Regions from separate parts of the Capra hircus genome. Here region 2 is linked to region 1. Evidence: chromatin contacts called from public Hi-C data. All regions are on one chromosome and are shown on one strand. Each heading gives the region's core, a stretch centred on a gene start, on an enhancer-like site or on the middle of the called end of the contact. The rest is flanking DNA. Distances are from core to core; before and after follow the strand shown.

What was found. A called contact is a pair of places that touch in the nucleus more often than the background predicts.
Region 2: a Hi-C map of blood shows a contact between it and region 1, with 3 times the contacts expected there. The contact joins the enhancer-like site here to the promoter of GPCPD1 in region 1. A contact is called at or near these places in 2 of 5 Hi-C or Micro-C datasets (both in blood).

What each region holds. Positions count from the first base shown.
Region 1 is chr13:47,278,697-47,285,652 of ARS1.2, reverse strand. GPCPD1 (glycerophosphocholine phosphodiesterase GPCPD1) reads left to right here and starts at 3,261. Exons shown (of 19, transcript XM_018057368.1): 1 at 3,261-3,452.
Region 2 is chr13:47,371,169-47,378,124 of ARS1.2, reverse strand. No RefSeq gene overlaps it. Among named protein-coding and RNA genes, the nearest start is that of C13H20orf196, 44 kb to the left of the region's middle. Within about 2 kb of position 3,419, at least 1 of the 5 cell types and tissues checked has an H3K27ac peak or open chromatin away from gene starts, as enhancers often do.

The DNA.
Region 1 (6,956 bases), core at 2,012-4,511:
GCAGCCATGAAATTAAAAGACGCTTACTCCTTGGAAGAAAAGTTATGACCAACCTAGATAGATATTCAAAAGCAGACACATTACTTTGCCGACTAAGGTCCGCCTAGTCAAGGCTATGGTTTTTCCTGTCGTCATGTATGGATGTGAGAGTTGGACTGTGAAGAAGGCTGAGTGCCGAAGAACTGGTGCGTTTGAACTGTGGTGTTGGAGAGGACTCTTGAGAGTCCCTTGGACTGCAAGGAGATCCAACCAGTCCATTCTGAAGGAGGTCAACCCTGGGATTTCTTTGGAAGGAATGATGCTAAAGCTGAAACTCCAGTACTTTGGCCACCTCATGCGAAGAGTTGACTCACTGGAAAAGACTCTGATGCTGAGAGGGACTGGGGGCAGGAGGAGAAGGGGACGACCGAGGATGAGATGGCTGGATAGCATCACGGACTCGATGGACGTGAGTCTGAGTGAACTCCGGGAGTTGGTGATGGACAGGGAGGCCTGGCGTGCTGCGATTGATGGGGTTGCGAAGAGTCGGACACAACTGAGCGACTGAACTGAACTGAACATGGAGTCAGAACTGGGTTCCTTCCTGCAACACCTCTACAAAATATAAGAAAGAAAGGAAATTGGCTTAATCGTTCTGTCCAGAAAGAAAGCCTCATAATACATCAATTTGAAGACATCTCCCTGGTGGCCCAGTGGCTAAGACTGTGTACTCCCAAAGCAGGGGGCCTGGGTTCAATCCCCCCTCAGGCAACCAGATTCCACCCCCATGATGCAACTGAAGATCCCTAGTACCACAGCTAAGACCTGGAGGAAACAAATAAATAAATATATTTAAGTTCATCAATTGCAGTAAAAAATTTTCCAAAAATTTATATTCAATCACAGATAGTGAGGGGTAGGATTTAAGTTCAACTGTGGGACCTAAGTCTAGGAGATTTTCCACCAATGCTACTACCATCATTAATACATGAAAGACAAAGAGAGATCATGCAGCTGATTTTGGACAAATGAGTAAATATGTTTTATTATGTAATCAAATAAGATAACATTAAATATTTTAAATGAGATAAGATCCAAGTTAATCTCATTAAACATTTCTTGCAAAAGTTATAACATTCCACAGAAGTAGGAGGAAGGAATGTATTGTTTATATTTTACTCTAATATAGCAATCATAACAAGGCATATATAATTTAAAATATATTGAATTATTATAAGAATTTTTAAGCAAGGCTGTGTAAAGTGGCAACTCCAGGAGTCCCTTCTTTCCCTTTGCAGGTCCACGTTTCTCTGTTCTCAGTTTTTCAATTATCCAATGCTGCTGGCTTGTTTTAAATTTAGAAATTCCTCAATTTCTGGCCCACTGATGGTGATTTTAAAATATGTATAATTCTTCTGTGATTTCAATAGGATTTAGGGAAAGAGCATGGTTTCGATCTATCAATTTGAACTATAAACATTAGGCTTGATTAAATGGTGATTACAGTAAAAAAAAAAGATCTAGTATAAACATTTAAAAGAAGCAAACATATGAAAGAAATTATCACTAAATTATGACGAACAGCAGAAGAATGAAATGAACTCTAAGGTATTAGGAAATGTTAACAGCTGACTTTAGCAGATAATAGTACATAATTAAGAGGAAATCTTAATTCCTTATGAAAATTGTGATTAAAACTAGTGACAGCAAGAAACCATTGCATCCTGTATCTTGCACTAAGCAGGCACTTAGTAATTATTTATTAACTGAATAGACAACAGTCAAAAATGCTCTGGGAGCTAATCCAAGATCAAATATAAAATTCAGTCACCCGATATATAAAATTTTATTTTATTAACAAATATATCTATTTATAAAGTTCTACTTGTAAAGCTAGGAGCTGTCTAAAAGCTAGAGCGCCTCTAACCCAAATGCCTTTTCGATAGGACCATTCTAACCAATTTGCAGCTGGAGCTAGCTCTTGAGTCCTTTTTCCGTATCTTAAGATATTTTCGATATCTTACTCGATTTTTTAAATATAATTGCAAATATATTATCATATTGCTATAGAACTATGAAATTTTCGAGTTGGAATCTCACTCGTTTTAAATGAAATCTGATAACAATTTTCTATTACGGGTAAACTAGCAGTTAACCTTAAAGGCTGGAAAGCAACAGTTTAAGTTGGCTGATTAATTCTTCTGGAACCATCGAAGTGAAAGTGAAGTCGCTCAATCGTGTCTGACTCCTCGCGATTCCATGGACTGTAGCCTATCAGGCTCCTCTGTCCATGGGATTTTACAGGCAATAGTGCTGGAGCGGATTGCCATTTCCTTCTCCAGGGGATCTTCCCGACCCAGAGATCGAACCCGTGTTTCCCACATTGTGGACAGACGCTTAACCGTCTGAGCCACCAGGGAAGTCCCTCAAAGGAGCTATCAAAGGAGAGAGTAAATCTTTCCAGCTTCAAGCTTTATTTTACATATGAATAACCTGGGTCTTGTTACAGGCAATTCATGCCGATTGACGTTGTTGTTGCTGAGTCGCTAAATTGTGTCTCACTCTTTTGCAGATACCATGGGCTGTAAAAATGCGAGGCTCCTCCGTCTATGAGATTTCCCAGACAATTCTGGAGTTGTCATTTGCTTCTTCAGGGGATCTTCCCAACTCAGGGATCGAACCCCTTTTCTTGCCGTCTTCTGTATCGGCAGGCAGAATTCTTTATCACTGCACCTGGGAAGCCCTTAAAAGCAATTGGAATAGGCAGGTCTGACAGGGTCTCCAGAGGGCAACTGTGATAATAACCACCAAGTGATACTGCAAGTATGAATCCCGTCCTTTACATAAGGAAGGGAAAAACTCAACAATCTTAGGTTTGTCAATTCTCCTTAACCCTAAAGATTTGGTCCAAGTGTGCTTTTCATTTTGTAACGAAATAGTTTCCACAGAACGTTAATCTTGTTAATCTCCCCCGCTTTTCAATGGGACAAAAGACGCAATTCAGGATCTCAGCTCCACCTTCCATTCTAGTTTGTCCTAGGACGGCTTAGGGGACCAAGGTAGGCGTCTAAGAACCCAGGTCAGGCCTCTGCCGCCGGACCCAGTCAGCCTAAAAAGCCCACGCCGGAGACCCCTGGAATGCCCAGTAGCCCTCAGTCACTGATGCCTGCCCTTACCAGGATCGCGCGGGCCCGCCCCCAATGCTCGGCCATCCACTGGCATGGAGGGCGCCGGGCGTGACGTCAGGCTCCGCCTCGCCGCTTCTCAGGCCCCGCCCCTCGAGGTGGCCTGGCGGTTTGGTCTGGAGCAGCTGAAACCGGTTTGAGCGGAGCCGCTTCCTGTAGCTTGGTGCTGCTGCGGGCTACCTGAGGGAGTGCTGGCGAGGTGCTGACGGCCGGTACCCGGCACCTGGGCCTGCGACACTGACTGTCGGGCGCGGCGTCGGTGGTGGCGCTGACCCGTGGACCCAGCAGGTGAGCTGGGAGGCCGGGCGGGCTGGGCGCTCGGTGCGGGGGCCTTGGCGGTTGCTCACGTTGCGGCCGAGCTGTCAGGGCTGCGCGGCGGGGCGGGGGGCGAGTTGTGGGCAGGATCCCTCACCCTGGACTGGCAGCTGGTCGGGGAACGGCGGCCTGGAGGTTTGCTCCTGTAAATCGGTGGGTTACACATGTTTACAGTATTTATCGTTTGCTGCGGCGATTACGCTGTGCTGCCTAGTGCTTAGTTCCCGTACGAAAATTCTGTAGCGTTTTCGGTGATACCAGAATGCATAGAGCGTGAGACCACCTAAGTGTTGGAAGAACCATTTAGGGAGCGAAGAAACGTAAATGCCGCAGAACTCGCTCACCGCCGCTCTCTGACTTCACCCATAAGTAATTCGTAGTGTTTTGACAACTGCTGTTTTTCTGAAATTGCTTATCCAAGTAGTCTAGGGCGTGCTTGTATAATTCAGTTATTACAAGAAACCGAAGTGCCTTACTTTTTTAGGAAAAGGTTCCAGTAATAGACATCAGTGCCCTTGATACAATTTTAAGACAGCTGCCCCTTTTTCTAAAGCTCTACTTTTTCCAAGCTCTTCAGATTACCTTGTGGTAGAAAAACCTAGTTCATCGACCCCCCTCTTTCCCACTTCCCGGGTTATAAAGGAAATCAGGCATGAATCATGAATTCAGTAACGAAGTGTAGCGATCTTTCACCATTGAGACAGCGGTCTAGTCTGATGTAACACATAGAGGAACTGGCTGGATGTTTGGGCTTGATGTTTTCTTCACGCTTTTCTGTTACCCTTCCTATTTCTGCCCAATTTCTATCCACTACTCCCCTCCCGCCCCTTCTCCGCCCCTCCTTGCGCCCCCCCCCCACCCCCGCCCAACGTCTTGCTACATTTCTGACAGTTGTGACTTAGCTGAGAAATAAATACAAGCTATCAGTCATTTTCACAACGCCTAACATTCTGGGTACAAGTAAGTAACATAAGGTAAAACAAACAGGTAAAACTGCACATGGTTCGGTCCGATCTTGGCATCACTAGCGAGAACTGATATTCTAGACAAGATGAGATTAGGAAAGTTCGACTCAAATAATGACCACAAAGGATATTTCAGTGGCAGAGTGACTAAAATTTGATATGTACAAAGTAAGTTGATGAATCAAATCTTTGTGTATAACTTAACCAGGAAAAGTAAATGTATATGAAAATAATATCTAGATGAAATAAAAAAAATTTGGAATGGCTTTCTGGCATTGTGTAGAAAGATGATTAACGAGTTTACTGGCTTAATGAAATCTTCAGAACTGCTTTCTTAATAAAAACCCAGCATGTCTGTGCTCAGTCTGTCTGACTCTTTGCCACCCTGTGGACTGTAGCCCACCAGGCTCCTCCGTCCATGGGATTCTCCAGGCAAGAATACTGGAGTGGCTTGCCATTTCCTTCTCCAGGGGATCTTCCCAACACAGGGATCGAACCCAGGTCTCTTGCATTGCAGGCAGACGCTTTAACCTCTGAGCCACCAGGGAAGCCTTCATGTCTATGTACACTTGATTAAAGTATTGACTCAGTATACTGGGGTTGGACTAGAGGGATCATAATGACCCTCCACCAGGATGAGCAGAAGTTAGCTCAGGAAAGTATAGGCATTTATATATTGCTTTCTAATATGCATTTAGGAGGCAAAGCTGTTGGAGCCTAGAGAATTGGAAACTGCTTTTTTCTTTGAAAAAATATTTGAAGGAAAACAGTGAAATATGTCTTTTTGGCTAGGAAAAAAATCCATTTTTGCTGGAAAATCTGTGACTTCAGTTTAGTTCTAAATTGTACCTCTGTTTGTTTAAATCTTTCTTTTGTTCCCTAAGCTGGTAAGCCAGTAAAGGAATATGTTAGAACAGTTTATTTGACAAAAAGAATAAAGTAAAACTTACTTTGCCAGGTAATATTTTTGAAGTATTTTTAAAATGTAAATTACAGTGTCATTTTGCAAATTATTCGAGTCCTTAAAAAAGTGTTAAAATAATGTTAAATGCAACTCAAAGTCTCAGGTGAGAATGCTGTTTAATACTTCAGAAAGCAAAAAATGGAGGTTATGTTTAAAACCAAACCAAAAACATATCTCAGGACGCATGTTTTGTACTTTAGGGTATAGGTGAATTAGTTAAATTACATATACAGTCAGCTCGTGTATATAAAATGACTAGCATTTTCCATCTTATTCTTGCATGTATCTAGAAGATCTGTCCCTGTTCAAGTTGAGATTTCCTTTGCCTGTTTGGAAGAGGGAATTTTGGTTGTGTAAATTTTTTGTTCCATAACAAAACAGTATTTTACTTTGGTGGTAGCAGGGTGCCAAAATGGTACACTTCAGTCCTGCACCAGAATTTTGGCCTCTGTCCACCATCAAGTAAACTGCTGTAGGAGCAGCTCTGCAGGCTTTTATTTGGAATGGTCTTAAATTTGGGCAGGGAGGGGAGTGAAACTTAAACAGATTATATGACTGTTTTGGCAATCCAAGTTGGAGATGATGCTTTGTTGACACCCAGTGAGGTTTTTTTTTGGAGGAGTGGGGTTAATTTTGTGCTTGTATATTCAGCTTTGGTATATAGTACATAATGTAAACTGCAGCTGTTTCTAGCAAAGTTACAGTAGCCACTCTTACAAGCAACCTTAATAATGAGAGGCTCAACTATAATCAGCTAATGCCCTTTTCATAAATTTAATGCAGTAGAAATTCAGATATTTTTTACTATGTGTTGATTTTAATACATAGGAATAATTACATCTGTTTCCCTAAAATTGGTTAAAACAATTCCTTAAAATTGATCAACAAATAATCAAGTACCAATTTTTAATTATATACATGAGATTGTTCTTAGTAACTGTGGCAGTAAGCATTGGGTGAAAGTTCAGGTTATATGTTGAGATTGGTTATTCAGCAGTTTGCTGGATGATAGAACTTTTTGCTTTGTCTCGATTCAGTTAACTTAAAAAGCCTAGTGTTTTAGACAGCCTTAAGGTTTCTGCTTGATATGATTGATGTAGATAAATGTAAGAGATAAATTAAAAGTAGATTGCAGTGCTTCAATGAAACATTTATTAGGAAAGGAAATCATCCTATTCTTAGGGTTATACTCATGTTCCTATCAGATGAAGGTTATTTGAGTTCTATAGGTTAAATGGCCGGTAACAATCTAGAACTAATTTTAGATTTAAAACATTTTTGTGCTCAAACTGGATGTATTAATATGTTTTAAATAGATCAGGTTTACTCTTAGACATAGAAAGTAGACTAGCATATGTGGTTTGATCAAGGACAGGTTTTTTCCCCTCCAGTGTGACGTGAAACCACGTTGACTGATGGTCTTCCTGGTGGCTTAGATGGTAAAGAACCCGCCTGCAATGTGGGAGACCTGGATTCGATCCCTGGTTTGGGAGGATCACCTGGAGAAGGGAAGGGCTACCCACTCCTAGCCTGGAGAATTCCATGGAC
Region 2 (6,956 bases), core at 2,170-4,669, 92 kb before region 1:
AGGGATATGGGACGACCTGCAGGCCTGAGTACCTGTGGGCGTAACTTGAGATTCAATTCGCTGATTTTTAGAAACATTGTCTGGTTTGAAGTGCTCTCCAAAGCAGACCTTGAGACAAGTTGTTGGGATCAAGTCACTTTCTGGGTGTGACTGCAGGAAGCTCACTACCAGAGGAGGGAGAAAATGTAGATTAATAAGCAAGTCACAGTTTAGAGCAATTTGGGCTCAACTTGCCCAGGAACCCTCTGTGAAAGCGTGTAGAACATACCTCAGACACATCACTCTGAGGGATGGGGAAGCTTGAGGCCGGTATGTATTGTTATAGACTGAATCTCTGTCTATAGAGATTCAAATAGCTGAGTTGACACAACATTTTAAAGCAATTATCCTCAAAAAAAAAAAAAAAAAAAAGCTGAGTTGAAAAGCTCTAACTCTGGTTATGGCTGTATTTGGAGATGGGGCCTTTAAGGAAATAATTAAGGTTAAATGAGGTCATAAACGTGGGGATTACTAATCCCAGTAGAATTAGTGTCCTTATAAGAAGAGATGCCAGAGCTCTTTCTCTCCCTCTCCCTCTGCCCACCCTTGCTGAAGAAAGCCTATGGAGGGACACGGTAAAAAGGCAGCCATCTGCAAATCAGAAAGCGAACCCTCATCAGGAACTGGATTGGCCAGAATCTTGATCTTGGACTTGTATCATCCAACTGCAAGAAAACTGATGCCTGTCTTTTAAGCCATACACTCTCTTGTTACTATTTTGTTATGACAGCCTGAGGAGACTAAGACCTGGGCTATCTTCCATTCTTAATGGCTGATGGTTGGTTGCCCTTGAAGGTGCTGAAATTGGCTTGAGGTAGAAAGTTTCTCGGCACACACAGAACTTTCCACATTGGCAGCAAGTGAATTTTAAGGTGAACCATGGGTCTATGCCAAGTTTGGATGTGTCTGCTATACCACTGTTTCCGATCTTTGATTTAAACAACACACTGCTGTATTGACTATATTTGTACATATGCTATGTTACACATGTTGAAGAATAAACTAGGACTATAAATTTGCTTGGGCTTCCTTCATAGCTCAGTCGGTAAAGAATCTGCCTGCAGTGCAGAAGACCTGGGTTCAATCCCTTGGTCAGGAAGATCCCCTGGAGAAGGAAGTGGCAACCCACTCCAGTATTCTTGCCTGGAGAATCCCATGGACAGCAGAGCCCAGCAAGCTGCAGTCCATGGGGTCGCAAGAGTCGGACACGACTTAGTGACTAAACCAAACCATAAATTTGCTCATTCAATGGTATGGGCATTATAAATTGCTACCAGTTCAGTTCAGTCGCTCAGTTGTGTCCGACTCTTTGCAACGCCATGGACTGCAGCACTCCAGGCCTCCCTGTCCATCACCAACTCCCAGAGTTTACTCAAACTCATGTCCATTGAGTTGGTGATGCCATCCAACCATCTCATCCTCTGTCATCCCCGTCTCCTCCTGCCTTCAATCTTCCCAGAATCAGGGTCTTTTCAAAAGAATCAGTTCTTCACATCAGGTAGCCAAAGTATTGGAGCTTCAACTTCAGTATCAGTCCTTCCAATGAATATTCAGGACTGATTTCCTTTAGGATTGACTGGTTTGATCTCCTTACAGTCCAAGGGACTCTCAAGAGTCTTCTCCAACACCACAGATCAAAAGCATCGATTCTTTGGCATCCAGTTTTCTTTATGGTCCAGCTTTCACATCCATACATGACTACCGGAAAAACCATAGCTTTGACTATATGGATCTTTGTTGGCAAAGTGATGTTTCTTCTTTTTCATATGCTATCTAGGTTAGTCATAGTTTTTCTTCCAAGGAGCAAGTGTCTTTTGATTTCATGACTGCAGTCACTGTTCTCAGTGATTTTGGAGCCCAAGATAACAAAGCCTGTCACTGTTTCCATTGTTTCCCCATCTATTTACCATGAAGTGATGGGAACAGATGCCATGATCTTAGTTCCTTGAATTTGAGTTTTTTCACTCTCTTCTTTCACTTTCATCATCAAGCTCTAGTTCCTCTTCACTCTTTACCATAAGGGTGGTGTCATCTGCATATCTGAGGTTACTGATATTTCTCCTTGCAATCTTGATTCCAGCTGGTGCTTCATCCAGCCTGGCATTTTTCATGATGTACTCTGTGTATAAGTTAAATAAACAGGTGACAATATATGCCCTTGATGTACTCCTTTCCCAATTTGGAACCTGTTCATTGTTTCATGTCCGGTTCTAGCTGTTGCTTCTTGACCTGAAACAGATTAAAGCCCAGGAAACCACAGTGAGGGTGAGATTAGGAGGTAATAGTGCATACTGTTGGGTAGCTGGGTTTGTGAGCTCATCCTAATTACTCCTGCCCTCTCCCAGAAGAGGTAGAATCATAGACACAGAAAGGTTTTCCTGTGTGCTGTTATAATGTTCCTGTATTTGTATCTTCACATTGTGTCTACAGTTATTTTACTGGGCTTTATTAAGGACACTCTATTCCCCTGGTGGCTCAGAGGTTAAAGTGTCTGCCTGGGTTCGATCCCTGGGTCGGGAAGATCCTCTAGAGAAGGAAATGGCAACCCACTCCAGTATTCTTGCCTGGAGAATCCCATGGATGGAGGAGCCTGGTGGGCTACAGTCCATGGGGTCGCAAAGAGTCGGACATGACTGAACGTCTTAACTTTCACTTTCACTTTCATTCCTCTAGAAGGGAGAAGAATCATAACATTCAAGCAGTTGAAAATGTTATTTGCTGTCACTTCTACTATTCCTGCACATAAACCAGAGATGGAGGGACTAACACTGGAGAGGAGTCATAAAGCCACCCTGGCTAGGACTCCCTTCTTTCCTCTAGATGACAGTTCTTCATTGCTGTCTGTAGACTGGAACTCATGTCCCCATATTAACTAAAGGGATTCTATTCAACTTGTGTTCAGAAATATGTGAACACAAAATAAGCAGTCGAGAACCAAGGAACACTGGGGTCTTTGGGGAGAGCTCAGACTCCAGATATCAGTAGCATTTCTCAGGCTGTTGTCTGTGTCTTCCTGGAAGGCCCTGCAGGGTTGCCAGCCAGAGGTGTATTTTTCCCTCTGTCTTCCCTTCTCTGATGCATGGCCCTTGTTCCATGCTGATCACGTTACTAGAGGGTTCTATTTTTGTAGACTAACCTTGAATGACTTGGGTTGCCTCGCTAATACAGATCAAATAATTGATTTACCTACAACATGACTTTTGCTTTATCTGCCTCATCAGTGAGTGAGACTGCCAAAAGAACACCTGCAGCATATGGTGAGAAAGCTGAAAAGCCCCCTCTGTTTTCAGGAAAGGCAGCTACATTGTAGACTGTGCACAACAGATGCCTGTGCTCCTAAAATCTGCATGTTCTGTAATTTAAAATAACTGTACTGAGCCGATTCCAGGAAAATATCATCTGATGCAGAGAAAGGAACGAGCTCTTCTTGCAGCTCAACCACAGGAGACAAGAGTATCTCCAATTCCCATGCCTTCTGGAGCTTCCCTCAGCAGCTGCAGAACAGTTGGCTTCTTTTTTGGTCTTTTCCCCACCTTCACCATCCCCTGACATCCCTGTTTTTCTAGACAAAAGTTCTGATATTTAAGTTTAAGGATTCCCTGTGAAACTATAGCTAGAGAAGAGGTGGCAGGGTGATTTATTCTGCAAAATTTCCTGCATTGTTCCCTTTTCTCAAATAAGTCCTTTAAAATTTTTCTAGTGAAGAAAAGATTTAGTCCCAAACTCTTCATTCAAGATGAAGTCAACAATTTTTGGAAAAATTGTGCAAGACATTTTTTACTTAATTCAGGATACAGTTAGATTTGTTCATCTTTTCTGAGCATAACTTATTGATTGAATTACAGTGTGTGAATCACTTTTGTGATTAAAAGATTTTGTTCTTAAAAGAAGTTAAGAAGAGTTTGGCCAGGTCATGTGGCATTGACTATACGTCCCTTTGTCGTCACCCTCTGATACTGCTATTACCAAATTGTTAAGAACAGTAATTTGATTCAACCATACTCTGAATAAAGTTGTATTATAATTTTGTAATAAATGCTGTACAACTAACTACACATAGTATCAGTAATATAATATTTAGTGTTATAGATAATACAATATGGGCTTCCCAGGTGGCGCTAGTGGTAAAGAACCCACCTGCCAATGCAGGAGACAGAAGAGACACATGCAGGTTTGATCCCTCTGTTGGGAAGATCCCCTGGAGGAGGGCATGCAACTCACTCCAGTATTCTTGCCTGGAGAATCCCGTGGACAGAGGAGCCTGGTGGTCTAAAGTCCATGGGATTGCAAAGGGTTGGACATGACTGAAGCAATTTACACACACACACACATAATACAAGACAAAGTTATGGTAGATTCAGTGCCCATAGATTATAAGCCAGTAATTGAAGAGAAATGCAGAATTAAGGGATGAAGGAGAGAAAAAACTAATAATGTGTCAATTTCTTAAACCTTCATATTTTCTGGGCTTCTTGAAACGGTGCAGGAGATGGTTAACCCACCAAGTTAGTGCTGAATAAAGCCAAGGCAGACCATTCTGCAGGCTCTCCAGCAAGGATTCAACGACTGTAACATCATCTTTGTTTCACTGATCAGGTAACTGATAGAGAGGTTAAGCTGATCATCTAAGGTTCTGCACTAAGTCAGTTACAAAACCAGCATTTGAACCAAGCAGCATCTGACACTTAGTGGAATGTGCCAGTTAGATCTTCTGTGAGTCAGCAGCTTTGCAGTACTCTGAATGTGACCCTTCTTTTTCTCATATTCTGAATGCTAATGTAACCCTTGGTTTTTCAAAAGTTTCTTCTCCAGAGAATAAAGAGTTTGAATACAGAATAAACACATAAATCCCACAAGGCAAGGTTTTTCTTGAAGGAACAGCTCTTAGGAATGGAAAGACTTCAATAAAATCAGTCTTGACCTCCCGCGTGACTTTTTGTCCTGATGAAATCAGGTTTAAAATTATGTCAGTTTTAGCCCTTCAAGGCTGAGAAAAAGAGGAAGAGATTGAGAGAGAAATAGCCCATTGGTTTCTCTTGTTTCTCCCACAGGGCAGGCAGTTTATGGACTGAAAGCCACATTCTAGGAGAGCTACTTTTTAGTGGAGACTTAAAGGAAAGTTTCCTCCCACAGGTCCACATCCTGCTGTGTCTTACCCTAGGCACATGTGTGTACTGAAAAAGTACATGTGTACATATTTTTGTAAGCCAGTTCCTTGCACTATGTCCTGCAGATGAATTAAAGTTGATTAAATAATAACAGAAGTCCAGGTACTCCCACCTGACCCATGACCCTGTGTGTGATACCCGCAGGTACTCAAGGTGCAACAGGCTGCTGCAGCCTGAGACACACAACACCTCAGCTTCATAGGATCACAGATGACTGAGTTGCAGCCTCCCCTCAAACCCTGAGAATCTCTTCTTTCAAATCGAGAACTTGAAAAGAGACAGCTTCTAGCTTGGTTACCTCTTGGGTCAATCATCTCCCTCAGATACAGTGAGCAATAAACCAGTTAAGAGAAGCAACATAAACTTTCCAGTTAGAGCAAGGTTCAAATCCTGCCCCTGTCACTTAGTAGTAAGGAACTTTGGGCAAATTACTTAATTGTTCCTTTGTCCTGGTTTGGGTTCATTGGAAGCAGATTCCGAGGCCAAAATTCAAGTGCAAGTCGTTTATTTGGCTGATGGTCCAGGAAATACTAACAGGGGAGGGGAGAAAATTATATCAGAAAGGGAAAGCAGACAAAATTGGAGAAGGTGTTGTTGGAGAGGAAGATATTTTCCTCTACCTTCTATGTTCTTCTGGCTGGGTTAAGAATTAAATTGACACGAAAGAGATTAAACAGGAGAAAATCAAACAGAAGTTTGATAACGTTTTTACATGGGAGAGACACAGAAAAACCAAAATGGCTGAAGCCCTCACCTTAAATACCATCTTCAGCCAAAGACAAAAGAGGATGTTTAGGCAGTGGGTTGGGCCTTCAAAGGGGAGGAAGGCAATTCATGGAGAAGGAAAAGCAAACGTTTGGTAAATAAACATTTGCTGGGCCAGGCAGAGACAATGGACAGAGTGGACTCTGATCTCAAAGCCCTGTTCCCTTACAACACCCTGTCCGTATTCTTTGCAGAGATCTCCAGAGATAGCTCTAGTCCCAGAATAAGCCCTCTATCAAAAATTTTTCAAGGCAATTAGAGGGAAAGTTTCTTCTCAGGTCTTTTGAGGCATGTTGATTGTTGTCAGTTTGAAATAATCCCACACCAAAAAGACACTTCAGGGTGGCAGGATGTACTCACCTACAGTGTTCTATCAATACGTCACCACTTGAGACAACTGGAGCTTGACTTCACTGGGGACTCTGAGAGACCATGCAGGACACACACCTAAGGGTTTACCCAATCACAAGGCAAAGGGATTGAGTCTTTACCAGACATTGATTGAGGTGTCCCCCTGGGGCCAGGGGAACATTGATTCCTTGGCACTTGTGTTCTGTTCCCCTCCTTCCACATGGAAAGACAGACTCTGGCAGCCAGAGAACACCCTTGGGAAGGTAATGTAAGTGTGGGCAGTTGGAACTCTGCTGCAGATAAGTGTGAAGGGATGTGGGTGGAGCACACACAGCATCTACTACACCCAGCTGTGCTTCCTGTCTCTAATACCCACCAGGGCCCACACAGAGCATGCTTTAAGCCATGGAAGCAACTCTCACTAGAGCCAGAATCGAGCGGGGAAGCTGAGGGAAGGTGTGGTAATCTGAGAAAGCCCCTCTCCCAAGATGCTTACATCCTAGTCCTCAGGACCTGTGAGTATGTTACATTACATGGGAAAGAGGGACTTCACAGGTGTGATTAAATCAAGAATCTTGAAACGGAAAGATTATCCTTCGTTTTCCAAGTGGGGCCAGTGTCATCACAAGGGTC